Regions from separate parts of the Mus musculus genome. Here region 1 is linked to region 2. Evidence: chromatin contacts called from public Hi-C data. All regions are on one chromosome and are shown on one strand. Each heading gives the region's core, a stretch centred on a gene start, on an enhancer-like site or on the middle of the called end of the contact. The rest is flanking DNA. Distances are from core to core; before and after follow the strand shown. Region 1 overlaps Itpk1 (inositol 1,3,4-triphosphate 5/6 kinase). Region 2 overlaps Golga5 (golgi autoantigen, golgin subfamily a, 5).

The links. Hi-C and Micro-C count contacts between places; a contact is called where the count stands out from the background.
Region 1: a Hi-C map of the N1E-115 cell line shows a contact between it and region 2, with 5 times the contacts expected there. The contact joins two enhancer-like sites. A contact is called at or near these places in 6 of 39 promoter capture datasets (the 3T3-L1 cell line, the C10 cell line, embryonic stem cells and 2 more), 2 of 15 datasets of contacts at CTCF or cohesin (large pre-B cells and pro-B cells), 41 of 484 Hi-C or Micro-C datasets (the AML12 cell line, B cells, the Ba/F3 cell line and 26 more), 6 of 115 datasets of contacts at active chromatin or transcription factors (acute myeloid leukemia, bone marrow-derived dendritic cells, embryonic stem cells and 1 more) and 3 of 9 other capture datasets (adipose tissue, liver and pancreatic islet).

The regions. Positions count from the first base shown.
Region 1 is chr12:102,566,531-102,572,378 of GRCm38.p6, reverse strand. It overlaps Itpk1 (inositol 1,3,4-triphosphate 5/6 kinase), which reads left to right. Exons shown (of 10, transcript NM_172584.3): 10 at 1,895-3,796. The coding sequence ends at 2,253. Among named protein-coding and RNA genes, the nearest start is that of Chga, 15 kb to the right of the region's middle. Within about 2 kb of position 1,283, at least 21 of the 459 cell types and tissues checked have an H3K27ac peak or open chromatin away from gene starts, as enhancers often do. A contact at or near this core is called in the N1E-115 cell line, where this site is marked.
Region 2 is chr12:102,496,412-102,502,714 of GRCm38.p6, reverse strand. It overlaps Golga5 (golgi autoantigen, golgin subfamily a, 5), which reads right to left. Exons shown (of 13, transcript NM_001199004.1): 13 at 4,808-5,268. The coding sequence ends at 5,188. Among named protein-coding and RNA genes, the nearest start is that of Golga5, 30 kb to the right of the region's middle. Within about 2 kb of position 3,829, at least 67 of the 459 cell types and tissues checked have an H3K27ac peak or open chromatin away from gene starts, as enhancers often do. A contact at or near this core is called in the N1E-115 cell line, where this site is marked.

The DNA of each region.
Region 1 (5,848 bases), core at 34-2,533, 72 kb before region 2:
TGGTGGGGCCTTTGAGGTGAGCTAGAGTATAGACTGAGGGGGTTTGCTGTATGCCAGGAGTGTCATAGAGATGAAGTAAAAATGTCAGTGATCCAAGAACACATAGAGCACTTTTCCACTGGTGATGGGCGGCCCCTCCCAACAGCCAGGGAGACAGTCACTAAGAGCCAGTATGAACACAGGGTCTTCTGCCAGAGGAGCCGAGAGCTGGGTTGTCTCGGTGGACAGGGCCATGTGGTGGGTCTGTGACTCATAGATTGATAAGGCTGAGCCCAGCCGAAGCTGGTGATGCTAAGAGATGGCCTAAGGGTTCTATTGTCCCAGGGACCTCAGGCAGAGAGGAGGTGGTATCTGGGAGGTGACTTGGTGCACGACTGGGCCCGACAGAGATAGAGGCTCTGGGTCCTGCTGCCACTCAGGAAGCCTGGGAGGCATGAGGATAGGTGGGAGTCCTATCACCTCACCCCGCTTTTCAGATCAGCAAGCCTGAGTAGCAGAAGCGGCATGTGCTACTCGCCCTGCCGTGTGCTGTGATCTCTGCTTGCCTGCGAGAAGTGATACTGGAAGCTAAAGGACCTTATCCATGGTTACAGTCCCCCAACGGGCTGTAGCCTATCTGCCCAGAGCCTTCACTGGGATTCTGAGGCCTTTGATGTCTTAGAACACCAGGTTCTGATCCTGGCCCACCTCTTCACTCTGTGACGTTTCAGGCAACCTTGCATAGCCCTTACCTTTGCTTCTGTACAAATGGATGCCTTTCCCATGCTGGCACCTGCTCTGCTAGTTTTCACTCCCAGGCTGACAAACACCAACCTACCTCAGCCTGTTTACTGCAAGCCCCCAGGAGGTGACTCTGCAGTACTCTGGAAAGTTTACCCTCACTTTCTGCTGAAGTCTACCTGGTCCTCTGGGCTTTATCCGGGAGCTAAAGCAGAGTAGTTGCTAGGTGGCAGCCTCCTGGGTTTCTCGGCAGCCAGCTGTGTCCTGATGTTCCGCCCCACCCTGTATCATACTTAAACCCGTGTCTGCCTTGCCCTTCACCCTTTCCCAGAGCTAATGGGATTTTGGGTCCTGCAGCAGGGCTTCTCAGTACCTCGTATACCAGTTACACGAGACCAGGATATGGGTCAGGTCACAGTTCTGCCACGTAGGAGTTTTGTGACCTGGGGCCTCATGGAGCTGCAAAGTCCCCTGTGAGATGACTTCCCTTATCCCCACGTGTATACTAGGGACAGAGTTGTGAAGATAGCGTTGACATTTGCAATGCTCTACTGCTTGCCAGCCACTTCGTTAGCTTTAACGTGAGTGCCCTTGCTTCTCAGACAGCCTCAGGCTTCCTCAAAACCACAGAGTAAGTAGTTTGCCAAATAACACTCAGTGACCCAGTAGCCTGGCCCCCCCACATAATGAATGCCACCTCAACTTGTGCCAGTAGTAGGAATGTCACTGCAGCACATGCCAAGGTTTTATTAACCTCTTGGTACTCCCTTGGTTACACTGTGGCGTGTCTGAGATGACTGGACAGTCTCCTTAGCAGGCTCCTCTAGCACCTCAGCAGCCCCTTGAGCTCAGGACAAACATTTAACACGTGGGCTTTGGAAAGAGCCCTGCTTACCCAAACTACAGCAGTTGGTGAGCAAGGGCTGTCCCTAGCAAGACAAGATTTCATTTTTTATCTGCTGGAGGTGTGGGCCTCTCATGCTCAGGGGACAGACTGTGGTCTAGCCAGCCTGTGGACCATGTACACCCTGCCTTGTCTGCCAAACCTGAGTTTCCTTTGTCAGTGGGGTACTGGAAGTGCCTCCTCAGGTCCCAGGAGCCCGTTATGTCTGCTTCTTTCTCCTCTCCTATCCCCTGGCTAATGCCCAGTGCCTGCTTTGTCTCCCATCTCCAGGCTATGAAGGAGTGAGTGAGTTCTTTACCGACCTCCTGAACCACATTGCCACAGTTCTGCAAGGCCAGAGCACGGGAGGAGCTGCCACGGAGGAAGTGGCCCCGCTAAGGCACAACAGGCTCCTGGCGGAACCGGCAGGCAGCCTGGCTGGGGAGCGGACGTGCAGTGCCAGCCCTGGCTGCTGTGGCAGCATGAAGGGCCAGGACACACCCTGGAAGACTGAGACCGAAGCAGGCAACATGGGCGCTGGTGCTTCCGCCAAGCTGCCGCACCAGAGACTTGGCTGCACCACTGGCGTATCACCCAGCTTCCAGCAGCACTGTGTGGCCTCTCTGGCCACCAAGGCTTCCTCACAGTAGCCACAGAGCCCAGGACCCAGAGGGGCAGAGCGTGGAAAATGCCCACTGGGCCAGCAGCTCCACATGGGAACACTACTAAGAATTCCTGGTGATCTGAGGCTTCTCTGTTTTAATTTTTTACCTGATTTTCTGATGTTATGATCGGAATGAAGGGGGGGAGACAGAGCAGAACATCAAGTGGCCCAGCCTCGAGGACGCCGCCTGACTCCTGCTGTGCAGAGGTCCTCACTGAGTTTACACACGCTTGTGTTCTCAACACTAGGTCTGAATGTGAGGGGGGGGGGTGCGTGTGTGTGTGTGTGTGTGTGTGTGTGTGTGTGTGTGTGTTTGTCATGGCAAGGGTGAGTGTGCATGTCTGTCTTCATGGCTGTTGTGGGCCAGGCTCTGGGCACCGAGGAAGGAAGCCCATATCTGGCCAGGCTGTTGCAGCTAAGCAGGCGAAGGACGAACGGTTTTCCCAGTTCCCCTCCTCTTCACACCTGCCCACACCCAGACCTCACCCTCCCTCTTGTCCCAGATGTGCTCTCCTCCAAGGCTAACCCTTGCCCCCCCACCTCGCTCTCCAAAGCCAGGGAAGCAGTAGACGCCCCCTCGGGAGCTCTGCATGGAGGATCTGGGTTGTAGGAAGGGAAAGGAGCTTCCTGTGGGTGTAGCCGAAGCCCACTGGCTATTGCTAGTCTTCACTGGCTCGTGGAATACAGCAGGCCACTATCCACCCTACCCTGACCCTATTGCTCACTGAGATCCAGGAAGGAGCCATCTGACTAGGAGTCCAGGAGTCTGCCAGGACCCAGGATTTACCCTGGGACTTCCAACAGATCATTCCGTGAGTCTTCAGGCCTCCACCACCTCATCTCTTCAGGGTGGCTCCTGAAACAGAGAACTGAAGGCCTGGTCTAGTGGTCTAGCCCACGAGGATCTCTGCTTCCTCATGTCATCATCCGGTCCCTCTTTTCAGGTGAGAGGAGACCACCCACAGGGCTGCTCCTGTTCACACGCGACAGCCCCTCCTGGAACAGCAAGGCCCAGCTCCTTCCTGCTGTGTTCATAGCGAGTCCCTTGCACTGAGCACCAGGCAAGCCCCCAAGGGAGTTGTGCCCCATTTCAGACTCACTCTGACCCCACAGCAGCTGGCAGACCACCCACTGGCCCCAAAGCCCACAGGAAAGGACCCCTGTGGAGCCCCAGGTCAGCAGCCCAGGACCCCCAAGGGTGATCTTGTGTCTTAAGACATCAGCTCACTATGTAAAGAGAATGAGGCCTCTGGGTTGTCCTTAGGTCTAATAAGATAGAGTACACTAGAAGCAGCAGCCCTGGGAAGGCCACTAAGGGCCATGCAGGGGCATCCTTTGGGCAAGGAGAAGCCGATTGGCTTCCTCGGAAGCAGAGCCCCAGGACTAACCACGTTTACAGGACCTGAGTGTTGAACTGATTGATGTCTGTAAGTCACCTTCCCAGGCCTGACCCTGAAAACAGGGGGTGGGAAGCGTGGCCGCCTCTTGCACTGCTTTGTCTCCGGAATAAACTACTGAGATCAAACCGCATTCTGTACGTGGTCACAGTCTTTAAAGAGAAGACATTTAATGACAGCTTTGCCCTTTCAGAGTAGAATCACCAGACTCTGCCTTGAGAACAAGCAGAGTGGGCAGTGCTGCGTCCCCTGGAGCTCCTTCCTCTACAGGGTCACACATGGTAAACCAGCCCCGGTTATCAAGTACCTGCCTCCTGGCCAGGCAGCATTCTCCACGGGTCAGGTCTCCCGTGCAGGAATAGAGGAGGGTGGGCAGGTGAACTTTCCAGGACTGGAAACAGGAACAGAAACCTGGGCCACCTGCATTCTTGCAGACACTTTAATGATACAGAAATGGACCTTTGTAAACATTGACCCTGAACAGCACTAGTTGCTAGTGTCTGTCATCACCAAAGGAGCCGAGAGGGATCTTCCCTGGGACTGGGTCGTTGTGGGTGTCATGGAAGAGTGGGTGGGGCCTGCCACACACCATGGGTAAGCTAGCCTGGAAAATTGGACCCTCCGAATCCCCAAGGCTAAGGGGACCATCCCCTACAGCTCCATCACTGGAGGAAGAAACCACCGTGAGTGCGCATTGCCCTGAGGCTGCTGAGCATGCTCCACAGGGAGTTGGTGGGGGTGCTGGAGAGATGGCTCAGTGGTTAAGAGCGCTTGCTATGTAGTGGTGAGGTTTGGAGATCCCAGCAGCTGCATAACAAGCCAGGCATCCGCACACTAACTCCAGCTCAGGAGTGTAGGGGACAGAGACGGAGGAATCACTGGGGCTTGCTGGCTTCCAGCGTAGCTAGGAAAATATGAACCCCAAGTTCAGGGAGAAACCCTATATTAAAGCAGTGGGCAGAGAGTAATCCAGCCCTTTTTTGGTCTTGGAGCATTTATAGATAGCCCCAAAGGCCAGAGCAAGAACCTGGGTTTCTTTTTTTCATTATTATTATCAGTAGTAGTAGTAGTGGTAGTGGTAGTGGTAGTGGTAGTGGTAGTGGTAGTAGTAGTAGTAGTACACTGTAGCTGTCTTCAGACACCCCAGAAGAGGGCATCAGATCTTACGGATGGTTGTGAGCCACCATGTGGTTCCTGGGATTTGAACTCGGGACCTTCGAAAGAGCAGTCAGTGCTCTTAACTGCTGAGCCATCTCTCCAGCCCTGAAGCTGGGGCAAGTGGTGTCTGCTGGCCAGGCGTTCAGAGACAAAAGGACAATGTCATCCTTCTGACATGACCACTAGTCCTTGTCTGTAGTCGAGAGCAGTCACACTGGTTGCTGGCTGTAGAGCCACCAGATGGCTTTACTGGTGTTCTGGAAAGGGTTCCCTGCCCTTTTATATTTCTTCTCAATCAGTCACTTAGCCAGTGGGATTCCAGCAACATTCCCCACCCCAGCATGCTGGGCCTGCTGCACCTGTCACTTCAGAGCCCTGAAGCTAGCCTGAAAGAGCCTGCTCCTCCAGTGTGGATGGACAGGTGCCATGGCCCTCTGTGGGAACCCCTGGGGTCCAGGAGCCCACAGTTTGGATAGCTCTGTTGTGACTGCTGCTGCTCAGCTGGCTCCCGCTCAGATGATGGCTGTAAGGCGGCTCCACAGATTCTCCCCTCATGGTAAAGACCTATGACTCACTTCCTTTCCTCTCCCAAGCCAATGCCAGTACACTCTGGGGATGACCCCTTTCAGTGCTCTGTGCAGAGAAGGACTGACCTCCATAGCAGCATGACCCTCCTGCTTGGGTCCTCTTCCTTCTGCTTGTGACTAGGAAGTACTAGCCAGTTCTCAAGAGTCCGTTGCAGGAATGATTGAGTTTTCTGATTCCTGGGTTTAATGGCATCTTAGAAGGGCTGGCTACTTACTGCAGGACATAGGAGATAATAGTTCCCTGAGGCTCCCTAATTGACAGCTCACCCAGGGTCCATACAGAGCTTTCCTACCCCAGAAGCTGAGTTGTGTCCATGATGGCTGCAGCTTCCTCTCCCATTAATCGTGTGCACATCAGTATATCACGTACACTTGGCCCTGTACTGCCTACAAAGCTGGCTGTCAGTGCCTGCCTGGGCTGCATCTTTGCTTCCCATGA
Region 2 (6,303 bases), core at 2,580-5,079:
GGTTCGTAATATAGAAGTGCTCTAAGCAGAAGGCGGGGCCTAGCTAGAGGAAGTTAGAAGGGGGTGTTCTTGGAGGCCACATGCTGCTCTGTCTTCTGTCCTGTCCACCTATCCCCTTTCCACTGTGCTCTGTCCTTCCCCGCCATGGACTGACCCTTCTCAAACTGTGAACCAACATAAATCTTCCCCATAAGTTGCTTATGCAGTTGTTCTAAACACTGGTGCGAAGTTCAATGCTTTCCGTCTTTCTGGTTAGTACTTGTGACGGCACTGATAAAGGCTGTCTTCACCTCAGCAAAGCCAACTGCCACACTCTAAATGCTCATATGACACAACTGAAATCTCCAGACCCTGGACTAACATGGGGTGTTAAAGGTTCTCTGCTTAAAAGTGCTGTTGACTCAGGGTACACAGGGTTACTATTCAGGCACAGAGGAGGTTTTGAAACCTAAGTCCTTTCATTGGCTGACAGTCCCTTGAGGCTGGCTGTGCATGTCCTCGGCTCCAGTTCTGTTCCGGCCACACTGGCCCTTTGTGGTTCTAAGCATACTGTGTGTGCTCAGCCAGATGTTCCATACACACTGAACCTTCAGTGAGAAAGTCCACCCATATCCTTCTTTCCCGCACTACCACACAAGTGCCACCCCCTGCTGCCCCACTTCACACCCATGGCCCACTTCTTTCTGTTTAGTGACTTAACACTAAATGACAGTTACAGTTTGCCTTCCCACTTAACTGTAAGATCCCCGAGGGCAGATCCCTGCTGTTCACATTCTATAGCTGGGACACACCACACTCATGATTCAAATTCAAGTTGTAGTCTTACTACCATTTAAAAGAAGATTATTCCAAATATTTTTCATTCTTAAAAATATAAATAACCATTGCATACACTAGCAAGATTTTGCTGAAAGGACCCTGATATAGCTGTCTCTTGTGAGACTATGCCAGGGGCCTAGCAAACACAGAAGTGGATGCTCACAGTCAGCTATTGGATGGATCACAGCGCCCCCAATGGAGGAGCTAGAGAAAATACCCAAGGAGTTAAAGGGATCTGCAACCCTATAGGTGGAACAACAATATGAACTAACCAGTACCCCGAAGCTCTTGACTCTAGCCGCATATGTATCAAAAGATGGCCTAGTCGGCCATCACTGGAAAGAGAGGCCCATTGGACTTGCAAACTTTATATGCCCCAGTACAGGGGAACGCCATGGCCAAAAAGTGGGAGTGGGTGGGTAGGGGAGTGGGGGGGAGGGTATGGGGGACTTTTGGGATAGCATTGGAAATGTAAATGAGGAAAATACCTAATAAAAATATTTAAAATATATATATAAATAAATGCCAGGAGGTGATGGCACCCACCTTTGTGTGGCTTGGATGAGAAATGCCCTCCATGGACTGGTGGATTTGAACACTTAGTCCTTAGCTGCTGTTTAGGGAAGTTACGAATCCTGGAGGAAGTGCAAAACTGTGGTGAGCTTTGAGGGTTTATAGCCTCACCCTCACTGTTCTCTTCTACTTGTGTGCAATTGAGACATGACCTCTTAGCTTCTTGTTCCTTTTGCCATGCCCTCACCATATTCACGGACATCTAGTCATCTAACTCTTTGGGACCAAATTCCCAAATAAACTCTTCCCTCTATATATTTCATATTATATTCTCAAAGACTTTAAACATTGAAAAATAAAATAATCTTGCCACTTAATTTTTACCGTCAAGGTAGCTTACAAAAGGTTACCCATTCTTCTCTAAAGTGCACTTTGAAAAAGCCATAGCCGGGCGTGGTGGCGCACGCCTTTAATCCCAGCACTCGGGAGGCAGAGGCAGGTGGATTTTTGAGTTCAAGGCCAGCCTGGTCTACAGAGTGAGTAGCCAAGACTACACAGAGAAACTCTGTCTCGAAAAAAACCAAAAAAAAAAAAAAAAAAAAAAAAAAAAGAAAAAGAAAAAGAAAAAGAAAAAGGAAAAAGCCATGCTTACTTTGAGGTATCTGGTGAGCAAACCACTGAGCCCATGTTCTCAGGAGCAAACAGGTGTATTGGTGTGGTTTGAATGTGGGCAGAAGAGACACTGGGGCATCCCTCTTTTTTGTGAGGTTGGACTTACTAAGAAGTGTAAATAGACATCTGAGTGCAGGAAGAAATGGAGAAGGCAGAAACAGAGCTGAGCAGTAGCAGACACTCAAGAAGTGGGGTGGATTGCTGGCATCTTTGATGGCTTGAATTTGAAGGTCTTTTTTTTTTTTTTTGAGTTTTGAGACAGGGTTTCTCTGTGTAGCCCTGGCTGTCCTGGAACTCACTCTGTAGACCAGGCTGGCCTCGAACTCAGAAATCCACCTGCTTCTGCCTCCCGAGTGCTGGGTTCAAAGGCATGCGACACCACTGCCACAGGCTGAAGGTCAAATTTTATTCTTTTTTTTTTTTTTTTTTTTTTTTTGGTTTTTCGAGACAGGGTTTCTCTGTGTAGTCCTGGCTGTCCTGGAACTCACTCTGTAGACCAGGCTGGCCTCAAACTCAGAAATTCACCTGCCTCTGCCTCCCAAGTGCTGGGATTAAAGGCGTGCGTCACCACGCCCGGTGTGAAGGTCAAATTTTAATGGAAGGGTTAGTCTTGAGTTGAACTGTATCGTCCTCTTCTCAGTGCTGACAGAAAGCAGAAAGCAGTACCTGGTGAGGTTCTTCTGACTCACGGTCTGAAAGGGAAGGCATGGCTGGGGTTCGTGCAGCCATGAGCTGACTGCTCTTATCTTAGTGGCCTGGGAAAACAGAGAGGAGTGGGGTCAAGGCATGCCCCCTAGTGGCCTTCTCCTGCCAGTCAGGGTTAACCTCTAAGGGTTTCCAACCTCCTAAAACCAACAGCTGCATGCTGTCCAAGAGTTCAGCCACGGGAGCCATGGTGGAATGCTAACAGGTGGAGAACTTCTGGAAGGCAGGGATAGGAAACTTGCTCAAGCACTATCTATTCCCTTTTTGTTTACACAGCATCTCTGGATGTGTCATGGGTCAGATATAGGGTGGGAGCAAGTAACTTCGAAAGGCTAATAGGGGTTATCACGAAGCAAGGGGCAGTAGCAGTTACAACGACAGTTGAGTGGTCTGCTGTGCCTTTACCACTGGTGCTGTCTGCCTCCTTCTCAGAGAGTGCTAACCCTTAATTCTAAGAGGTCCATTTGCTTCTCCGTTGGGACTCTTAAGGCTGGTCAGTCCCAAGTGCCACGGGCCATTGGTCCTCGACTCTTAGGCTTCACCAGCTCCTCCTGCCTTCTTGCACCCACACTGAGGTTCACTCTGCCATTTCCAGCACTCAGGTGACCCCTGGCAATTGGGAGCTGGAGCTTGGTGAGGCCTGAGGAGTGTGCCCTATCCCACAGGTAAGCTGAGCATCTGGCTGGATTTGAGCCCCTTTACCTTAGACGCTCCAGCTACTCAACAGAGACCATATTTTCGAAAAAAAAAAAAATCTTTCCTTGGAAAGGTTTGCTCTGTAGCAGTAGAAATGGTGGTTTTCATAAAGGGCAATTTCTAGAAAGGGAATTTTAAAAATAATGTTTTTCAACGGACACCTATTAATACAAGGCAGTCCAAGAATATGTTTGCATGTTTGAAATCCCTTTGACTACACGTACTGGGAACAAGAAGACACTGACTTGGCATTCCCGCAAGCCTTCTAATGAGGTCAAGGTTTCACATTACCTTGCCCAGTTTGTGAGTGGTCAAGAGTAATGAATCTGAAACTCAATTAACGGCAAGTGAGTGCAGAGCCGGAAACACTTAGTCAAACATTGCCCAAGCCAAGAATGTGCAGACTGGACAAAAGACTTACAGATGTCCCAACAAAAGCCAGGACTCCACAGAGACGGGAAGTCTGGCAGCGGCGCTTGTGCTGCTTCCATTTAAGGGTGGAACCTGGTTCTAATCATTTTCCTGAAACATTTCCAAACGAAGAGAAAAAAAGCAAATCCTAAAATCCATTAACAAGACTGCACTCTTTCTAACTCCGTAGCTCCCACTGTCGTGGCTCATGCCAGTGAGAATCCTGCTATCGATCTCCTCGTCTCTACGCCAAGCCCCCGTTTATATGATGTGGCACATCCTGCCCTTTTCTTTCCCGATACACTGAAAACAAAAGCCCAAATATGCCTAACATCTAATTATAGAAAACAGGAAACATAAATTTCATGATATACAAGGTTTCTATGACCTGTGTGCCAGTTCAAGTTGTGGCAATGGTGTCACCGAGGTTCTCCGCAGGCATTCAAGTGACCACACCAAGACAGACCCAAGAGGGGACTGCTGCCACTCACTGTCCAAGAGCCACATGCATTAACTATATACAAAGAGACCACCAGGACTTGGGTGACAAAATGTGTGAATCTACAGACGAAGACGAAGAGGAAGGACAATTCAAAGAACATGCTGGTCATACAGAAAACTGTGTACTTACTCACTGTAACTGTAGTATCCCGGCTACAGTATTGGTAAATAGACATCTCCCACATGCTACAAGCAGGGGCTATACACTCCATGAGATACACACTGGGGGAAGCAAGACAACTCAGGGGTAGAAAGGAAAGCAGTGGGGAACTACTACAGCCACCTAGTGACTGCAGCTGTGACTTTCAGTTGCACTCACTGATAACCATCAGAAATGTTTTTAAAGGGGATTAAAGTCGTTATTAAAAAAAAAAAAGAAAAATGCACAGTGAATTTTATTTATGTATTTCAAAAAGAATTATACCAAGAATCTAACATGAAAACATTAAATATTTGCAGTTAAATATATGAAAATATAAAGCACTCTAAATTATTAAAAAAGAAATCTTTTTATTTTTAATCCCTAAATACAATTAGTTTCCCTGATTATAACCCATAATCAGTGTCACCTAAAATATAGAAAGGTCTGTACAGAGGTGAACACCCCCAAATCGCCTTTTCTCTTTCTCTATACATATCTAGGGAACTGAACTCAGAAAAAGTTGAGCTTAATTTGTCAAATTACTGTCTGCATTTAGAGACTCTTATGGGAATAGGGGAGAGTCAGACACCAGAGAAATAAGTTAAAAGATTAAAAGCTCTCCATGAAGAAACCATCTTGTGCACGGTTCCTAGCAGTCTTAGTGCTGATCTTTCTGCAGATCCCAGCTCTGGACAATGGCAGGCACTCATGGGAACCAGTGGCTCTGTTCACTTGCCGTACGGTTGGTCATGGTGCATTTCTGGTGAGTAAGTCAGCAGTACGATCATGACCCAGAGGTGCAGCAAAGCCTAGAGGGAGAAAACACAACTCAGGTGCCGGCCAAGAAATCAGTCTTTACCTGAGGACTGTACAGGGAGGACGGGGCCATGCTTGTCTTCATACCCATCTGGGACAGAGTCTGGAGCACAGCTGGGGCTCAGTGTGTGTTTACTGGCTGAATGATGGAGAAATGTGTGACCCAATGAGCTCAGGCACAGAGCTGCACACTGCAGACCTCTCAGCTGAGAGGAGAGCCTGAACACCAAACGTTCATGACTCGAATGCAAAGAGGGCTTGGATAGCGCTGCTAGACAGACAGACAGACTTCGGCTGGGCTGGCAAGACCTTGTAGAACAGTTCATGTACAACAGTAAGTAGAAGGGACAGTTTCCCCAGCTTTGCTGATGAAGAGATGGGGAAGTACACCCGATAGGAACAACATGTCAGTGATACTCAGGGCAGTCTGAATGTCATGAAGTCCCATTGGTTGGGGTGTGTAAACTCTGTAGGATGCAACACACAGCATCTTACACTGACAGGTACCCAGAGCACTTGTGGCTGCCAGTACTTGGGCAGTTGGCCCCTGTGGTGGTTTGAATATGGTTTGGCCCAGGGAGTGGCACTATTAGAAATTGTGGCCCTGTTGGAGTAGGTGTGTCACTGTGGGCATGGACTTTAAGACCCTTGTCTTAGCTGACTGGAAGCCAGTCTTCTCCTAGCAACCTTCGGATGAAGATGTAGAACTCAGCTCCTCCAGCACCTTGCCTGCCTGGACGCTGCCATGCTCCTGCCTTGATTACGGACTGAACCTCTGAACCCTTTAAGCCAGCCCCAGTTAAAGGTTGTCCTTATAAGAGTTGCCTTGGTCATGGTGTCTGTTCACACCTGACAGTCCCTATGGAGTGCACCCTAAATCCTTTCTGATATCCTTCTTTTTTTTCTTCCTCCCCACTCATCCTCCTTTCTTAAATCTTTTTATTTAGAGAAAGAATTCTTCCCTCTAATGGAGCACAGAAATTTCCTTTAAAAGTAGGTTTCTCTTTCTTAAGAAAATAGCCTTAACT